2 separate regions of the Mus musculus genome follow, and region 2 is linked to region 1. Evidence: chromatin contacts called from public Hi-C data. All regions are on one chromosome and are shown on one strand. Each heading gives the region's core, a stretch centred on a gene start, on an enhancer-like site or on the middle of the called end of the contact. The rest is flanking DNA. Distances are from core to core; before and after follow the strand shown. Region 1 has its middle 46 kb from the start of Gm30113. Region 2 has its middle 17 kb from the start of Gm41335.

Region 1 (4,083 bases), core at 880-3,379:
TCTGCCTTACAATTCTGGATCACTTGTCAACTCTCAGTGACTATTCCAGTGATATACCTGCTTGCCTCCAATCATGCTTTCTAACATGATGGTCATAGACACTAACTTCTGGAACCATGATCTCCAAATGGTTTTCTTTTGTAAGTTGCCTTGGTTGTGGCATTTTGTCACAGCAATTGAAATGTAACTGAGACATTTTTTTCCCAATTTTATACAATTTTCTAATTTCATACAATTAGAACCTGGAATGAAACTATCTATGCAAATGTAGTCACAGAGATACTTCTGATACATTTTAGGAGATAAACAGATATCTTGATATTCACTTGGACTGATGTATACACAGCACAGTACTGAAGAATAAGTAAAGAGAAGATATAAAGGTGAATATACATGAAGGTATTCTCAAAAGCAATATGAAAGTGCAAAACTTCATATAGACACAGAAAGACTGAGAAAGTGAAGGGTCTCTTTAAGACATTCACTGTTTTAGCCAATAAAGCCTCTTTGAATGAGACCATCAGGTTGGCTATCCAGTATCCCATACCTGTAAATATCCTTACATTCTTCCCTAGCTTGGTTCTTACTGACTTATTTCATCTATGTTATAATCCACTGCACAGAAATCTGAACTCTTATATTCTAAGTCATTTTTCACTCATGATTTCACTCACCTCATTCTTTGGACAAGCAAATTCATCCCATATTTTCAGAATCAATATCTGTTTTCCTTAGTAGCAACCTAAATCATTCTTCAAGTCACATGTAAAGTAAGTAAGCAGACTTTATCCAGCATTGGAGTATTGAAACACTTAGCTTATGTCCTCCAGCCCAGCCTTATGCTCATTAGAGAATGTTTCTGCAGCAGACAGTGATCTTTACAGAAAACCACAACTGGCCAAAATGTAGAGAACAACTAAACACAGGGTACCCAGCTGCAAGTTACACAGTTACAAAATAACTCCTGCACCTAAGGTTCAGATAATATTGTAGAAAAGGGTCCAAAAAGATTGTAGGAACCAGAGGACCAGGGTGTCTGCACTAAGGCTCTCCTCTCCTCTCCTCTCCTCTCCTCTCCTCTCCTCTCCTCTCCTCTCCTCTCCTCTCCTCTCCTCCCCTCCCCTCCCCTCCCCTCCCCTCCCCTCCCCTCCCCTCCCTCCCTCCCTCCCTCTCTCTCTCTCTCTCTCTCTCTCTCTCTCTGTATATATATATATATATATATATATATATATATATAAACAGTGAAAAAGAGCAAGGTGAGAAAGCAGCCAGAGAGAAATTGAGACAGAATAAGGAAAGAATGATATAAATAAAAGTACACATGCATGAAAATTTTTTTAAAATATCAAAGAATTTAGCTGATCTCTAAAGAAGCAATAAACCTAGACTAACCCATTCAAGTTATTTAAAGATGCGGTAGAACTTTTGCTTCCATAGGAAGTATATTGTTTATTCCTCATTCTGTTCCTGGAGGCCAGAATGGTGTTTGAAATCAAACCAACACACTCACTCAGTAGTCTGGCTGGCTGGGTGGGAATCCTCAGGTGGCTTCTGACAACCATCTGTAGTGTGTGCTACATCCTTGTAATTCCCTGCCTCAGCCCTCCCCTGAGCATCACTTAACAAGTTATGTCATTCTGCAGGAGAGTAAGGCCAAAACAGTGGGTCTCTTTCCCTCCCTTTACAGAACATGTATCATCTGCCAAGATCATTTCTGGAAAGTAAGAGTTAACTGGAAAATGTAGAAAAGGAAAGACAATAGAGGAATGGTCTTCATTTTCAGGGGCATCTGCTTCCCAAAAATGGAACATTTGAATGTTTTTTGAGAAGTTGTGAAAGGAGCTAGAAAATGCATGTGAAGTGAGGTTATTTAAATTCTGATCTAACTGTGTGGCCTATCTTCATGCCTGCATTAAAATTGCTCAGGCTCTGACCATCCACCCTAGTCATTTTGTTTGGATTAGTGGAGAGCTCCACTTGTGTGGTACGTTTTCATTCTTGTCTGACACAGCATTCCCATCCCATCCTCCTTCAAATAGATGTGTGGAGGGGCGGGGGGAAGGGGTGCTTAGCTCAGAAGTCACCGTCTCTGCTTTTGTATGCTTCCAGAGAAACTTAACAGGAAATGGCTTCATGTTGCCATATTTAGGATAGCTTGCACTGCAGATTCAGCGACTGTCCCTGAGGTTACAGTGTACACAGAAAACTCCATGGCAGATGCAAAGAGAGAAGCAATCTCAGACACCAGTCCCAGGAAACATCCAGGGTATGATTAAAGGTTTTCGTCCAGTCATCGAGGGAATTAATTCCTGGTGAGATGAAATAATTTGCTAAAAGCCACACAATGAACTATGGATCCTTTAAGAACTTGAATGGGAACCCAAATCTCTCATCACTCTTAGGAAAAGCTGAAATGTACTAGATCTATGTAGAGCATTCTATGGTCCCAAAGCATTGATCAAAAGTAGTACTTCTATAGTGTCATGTCCATGTAGGAAATGGGTCCAGGGGACAATGTGAGGAATATGAACCACAGAAACCATCACTTAATCCCTCAGCATGTGGAAAGGTAAGGTTATTCAATTGGATCAGTCAGTTCTAATAAGGAAGACCCCCATGAGATATTATTCACCACTGTCTGCCAATACTCTCCTTTTCTCCTATTTAACAGAAGCATGAGGAGACCTGGGACAAGGAAGGCAGCTATGCCAGACTTGTGCTGTATGCTCTCTCCTCTCAGATCATGGGATTATCTCTGAAGAAGACTGAAGGGAAGTGAAGTCTACAAGGTTAGATAAACTTTAAGCAATAGCTTAATATAGGTTAGAGTATAGTCTTTGATGGTGCTTTAGGAATACCAAATGCCAAAGTTGGTCAGAAGATAGAGAGTAAAAAAAGGCAAGGAAGAAGGAAAGGGAAGAGAGTCATCTTAATTAAGTGTTCTATTGGGAGGAAAGGGTTCATTCAGCTTACAGTACCACATTGTACTGCCGTATCAAAAGTAAGTCAGAGTTACACTTAAGCTGGAAAGTTTGAGGTAGAACCTGAAGCACAAGGCACGGGAGAGCGTTGGCTACTTGCTTGCTCCTCACATCTTGTTCAGCCTAATTTCTTAATTCACCCAGAACCACAATCCCAGAGTTGGCACCTTCCACAGTGAGCTGGGCCATCCTAGATTATTCATCAGTCAAGAAAATGCCCCACCAGCCAATCTGGCCACTTTCAAAATTAGTCTTCCCTCTTTATAAATGACTCTTGTTTGGGTCAAGTTGCCATAAAACTAGCCAGGACAAGGGTTATTCTTAAAAGGTGCCCTTGGAGCTTGCTGACAGGAGCCTGATATAGCTGTCTCCTGAGAGGCTCTGCCAATGCCTGGCAAATGCAGAAGTGGATGCTCAAAGCCATCTATTGAACGGAGCACAGGATACCCAATGAAGGAGCTAGAGAAAGTACCCAAGGAGATGAAGGGGTCTGCCACCCCATAGGAAGAACAACAATATGAACTAACCAGTACCCCCAGAGCTCCCTGGGACTAAATCACCAAAGAAAACACATGGTGGGACTCATGGCTCTAGCTGCATATGTAGCAGAGGATAGCCTGGTCAGTCATCAATGGGAGGAGAGGCCCTTGGTCCTGTGAAAGTTCTATGTCCTAGTATAGGGGACTGCCAGGGCCAGGAAACAGGAGTGGGTAGGTTGGTGAGCAGGGGTGAGGGGAAGGGATAGGGGGTTTTGGGAGGGAAAACTAGGAAAGGGGATAACATTTGAAATATAAATAAAGAAAATAATAAAAAGTTAAAAACAAAAATAAAGATGCCCTTGACTATTTTGGAATCTGCATTGATTTCTTCCAGTGTTTCATGGATAGGCCACACTTGTAGGCTTCCCTCCACGTTAGGCCCTTGGACAATTTTATTATAAGAAAACCTTCAGTACCACTTTCTGAAAGGAACTAAAGAATGAGTAAGGCTTCATAGCAGAAGGAGCCGGGTGATGGTAGTGCACACCTTTAATTCCAGCACTCGGGAGGCAGAGGCAGGTGGATTTCTGAGTTCGAGGCCAGCCTGGTCTACAGAGTGAGTT
Region 2 (4,083 bases), core at 486-2,985, 430 kb before region 1:
TTGATGTAATGGTATTATTATATCTTTTAATATAGACCAAGGAGTAAAGAGCAAGTAAATAACTCTCTTGAGGTCACAGACTTCTAAGTGGCAGAACAAGAATTTGAATGTAGGGCGTCTGCTTCCAGAGTCTGTGAGTTTAACTGATGTCATATGCTACATAATTATTAACTTCAAATACTTGAAGAATGTCACATTAATATGTAAGTATCTTTGCTATGAGTTCCCAAGGGATAGAATTATAACTAACAAATGGAATGGAAATGATGGCAGTGCTCAGCCCAGAAGAAGGAAGTGCTTTCTAAAAGGAGCTGTCTCAAAGGAAGCAAACTGCAGCCTGAGATAGTGCAATCTTCATCAGCGGAGGTGCCCAAGCATACTAAGAGAAAACCCTTGATAAGGATGCCAATCCAATCATCCAGTAGAGATCCAATCATCCAGTGAGTGCTTCAAGGAGATAACCACTATTCTTCTCGAATATTCAAGAGTTGGAAAGTTTTGCAAATACATGCTTGCCAAGATTTCCTGAGGAGTGTAAACTTTCAGAATTAGTGTCTCAAAGTAAGTTCTAAAAGCTGTATCATCCAAGAACTGGACCTGAAGCTAGCTAGAACAGTGAGTTCTCAACCTTCCGAATGCAGTGACCCTTTAAATAAAGTTCCTCATGTCGTGGTGACCCTCAAACGTAATTTTGCTACTGTTATGACTAGCAGTATAGATATTGGTCTTTGGGGGTCATGACCTACAGGTTGAGAGTCATTGAGCTGGAAGGAGAAGGCTGGGGAGGGTGTAGAATAAATAATTCCTTACCTTTGAATCTTAGCAGTTTACTTAGAAGCAAAGGCTCATGGTTGTGTATTGACAGAGGGCCACCTATAGAATTCTAACCTGGAGATGAGCCCATGATTTGTACATGGTAGAAGATCTCCATTTTGGCTCAGTAGTACTGGCTCTCTGCTCCAGAAGCCTCTGTTTCTATTTTATAAAAGTGGTTTCCCAGGTTTAAGACTTATCTGAATCAATGGGAGAGCTCAATAAACCAACTGCACCTTCTCATTCAGTGCATTGAGGCTAGAGCTTGCAAACTTTCCTACCCCAGTGCTGTTCTTGCCTCTGCTTTCACCTTTTAGGAGACTACTCTCTGGGAACCATTGCTCTAACAGGGGCTTCTGGTTCAATACCATAAGCCTTTGTTTATATGTCTAGCTTCTCCTTGCTTATCTTTGTTTTACCCCCACCTAACCCACCATGGGTTTCTTGATAAAATTTTACTGAGGAAATGCATTGAAAGAAATATTAGTTTTCTAGAAGTTCAAAGAGGGGAAAGAAATCATGGGAATCTTTCAGAAGAGAAATCCTGTGTTGTCACCTTTCACATAGCTGGAAGCATGACTCATGCAAAGACATGCCTATCTTTGCTGAAAAGCAAACACAGACACACCAGTTTTGTGTGTCCTGGAATGTGCATCAGAGACGTCTCCTTATCACCTCTTCCTCATTCTTTTTCTGTCTCTTTAAATAGATGGTCACCACCACTTCATGCAAGGAAAGTATTATTTAGAGTGTGGAATGCAATTTGCTTCTTCCCAGAGTTAGTTCCCTTCGGACTGTCTTTGGATGAACTTTGCAGTCTTCACTGAAGGGGGAACCCTTTCCCACTGTTCTCTGGGAGAGCCACGGCTTTGAAGTCACAGCTGGCTTGACTAAACTCATTTCCTCCCTCCACAATGTGCCTCTGATGCAGTGTTGGCTGAGGCTCCCCCTTGCCGGCTCCTGCTATTGAACCAGACCCAAGTGCAATGTTTAATGTGAGTGTTTGGCTTGGCTTGAATTTGGCCAAATCATCTGTACTTCGTTTCATTTGAAAGCTCTACTTTTTTTTTCCCTCCCCGTTTCTCTCTCAAATAGTTCATTCCAGATGTTTTTGATTTGTCTTTCTGTGGTCCACTCCACCCAGTTCCTAAATCAGTAAATCATTTTCATGCTTCTTCCAAAATCTAAGCAAAGAGAAGTGCTCAATTAGAAAGAGCAACTGATTATTGGTTCCTTAGGCTTCAGTGTGGCTCTTTTCTTCAGGAACTACATTTCCAAGGTAGGAGAGAATGTGACAGAACATGTAGATTCCAAATTCCTAGCATTCAGGATCAGAGAGTATGCACAATAGGGATGTGTACATAATATGAACATCCAATTTTATTGCCTAGTTCAAGGCTTGATAGCACTGTTCTTGTTTGAATGCTTTCTGTGACTCAAGTGCACATGGAGACACCCATTCTATGAGCTTATGTGTATCCTTACATGACAGAAATACTAACTAATCAAGATCCCAGCAATTTTCTCATGGTGATGGAGGCAAGGGTAAACAGATGGAGCTAAGATGCAGGGAATGGTTATTTTATTGTCATTATAAGGAGTGAGGGCCTTATGAGAAAGTCCCATATCTGACAGATTAGGGAAGCTAGAAGGAGAAAAATTGCACACATTCAGAGTTTCTCAGAGTTTAAGAATTTACAAAGAAACTCTTGGATGCAACTAGGTGATAAAGTCAGATGAAATATGGGGAAAATGCTGTAAGGTGCTGGAGAAATGGATAGGTCAGCAGTTTAGAGCACTGGCTACTCTTACAGAGGACTCAGGTTCAATTCCCAGCACCTACGTAGTAACTCACAAATGTTTGTAATTAGAATTTTGTGGATATGACTCCTGACTTCAATGAGCACCAGACATAATGTCATAATGTACTACACATGCACACACACACACACATACATCACACACACATATATCACACACACACATCACACACACAGAAAAAAATTACATACAGGCAAATCACTCATACACATAAACTAAATAAATAAGTTAAATAAATAACTACCTAAATAAGATTTCTTTAAATAGTTTTAAGAAATTTTGATGTGATGTGAATGAAATTTCTCTGACAAATTTACAAATGACTCCAGTGAAGACCTACGTGCCCTCTAAAATCTTTCCTAAAGATGATGTAAGTTCTCTTTTGAACTTGATGTTAATATGAGACTTACTGTTCAGAGTACACCAATAATAGTTTATGCTACTTATTTTATTTCATGCTTTTATTCATTTATTTACCATATGACACCAGATTATAAAAGTATGCAAATAGCTTTTAGAGGTATACATATGCTTATTTATATATTAATTTAGAAAAGAAAGTTCTAGTTATTTATAGAATAATATATTTATTTAGGATAGCAATTTTAACTTGTACGTACCATCCCTAACAATGAGTATAGTACACAATCAACTTTAGGACCACAATTAGATAGTGAAGATCATGCAAAGTGAATATAATAGTAAAATTTATAACTGATACAGGAAAGGAATATGACTCATGAAATTCAATAAAAACATAGCTTCAGTTTGAACATTATATCTAATGATATTATTTGACTTCTGAGATCAGTTGTCCAGGACACTTCTGGAAAATGTTGCCAGATTGTAATCTGAACATAATTACCTATAAGCAACCATTTGCTTATTTTATCTTTCAAAAATTTATAACAAAATATCCTGTGAGTATACAATACAACCTGTGTAAATATAAGTTAAAATTCTAGTCTTGATTCAATAATAAGACCTCTCTTCACATCTCTCTCACTAAGTTGGGTAACTTAGATGTATAAAAGAATGCAAGGATAAACCAACACTTCATCAGTTGCCCAGTCTTTTTCTTTTTCTTTTTTTTTCTTTTTCTTTTTCTTTTTCTTTTTCTTTTTCTTTTTCTTTTTCTTCTTCTTTTTCTTTTTCTTTTTCTTTTTCTTCTTCTTCTTCTTTTTCTTTTTCTTTTTCTTTTTCTTTTTCTTTTTCTTCCCTTTTTTTTTCTTTTTGGTTTTTCAAGACAGGGTTTCTCTGTATAGCCCTGGATGTCCTAGAATTTACTTTGTAGACCAGGCTGGCCTCGAATTCAGAAATCTGCCTGCCTCTGCCTCCCAAGTGCTGGGATTAAAGGCATGTGCCACCATGCCCGGCTGTTCCCTCTTTTTCTTCCCTTCTATTATTTCATGTTAAGTTTTTATGATAAATTCAGAAGTGAGAACATTG

Evidence for each region. A called contact is a pair of places that touch in the nucleus more often than the background predicts.
Region 2: a Hi-C map of uterus shows a contact between it and region 1, with 7 times the contacts expected there. The contact joins two enhancer-like sites. A contact is called at or near these places in 2 of 484 Hi-C or Micro-C datasets (both in uterus) and 1 of 115 datasets of contacts at active chromatin or transcription factors (astrocytes).

What each region holds. Positions count from the first base shown.
Region 1 is chr15:62,906,502-62,910,584 of GRCm38.p6, reverse strand. No RefSeq gene overlaps it. Among named protein-coding and RNA genes, the nearest start is that of Gm30113, 46 kb to the left of the region's middle. Within about 2 kb of position 2,129, at least 5 of the 459 cell types and tissues checked have an H3K27ac peak or open chromatin away from gene starts, as enhancers often do. A contact at or near this core is called in uterus, where this site is marked.
Region 2 is chr15:63,338,218-63,342,300 of GRCm38.p6, reverse strand. No RefSeq gene overlaps it. Among named protein-coding and RNA genes, the nearest start is that of Gm41335, 17 kb to the left of the region's middle. Within about 2 kb of position 1,735, at least 70 of the 459 cell types and tissues checked have an H3K27ac peak or open chromatin away from gene starts, as enhancers often do. A contact at or near this core is called in uterus, where this site is marked.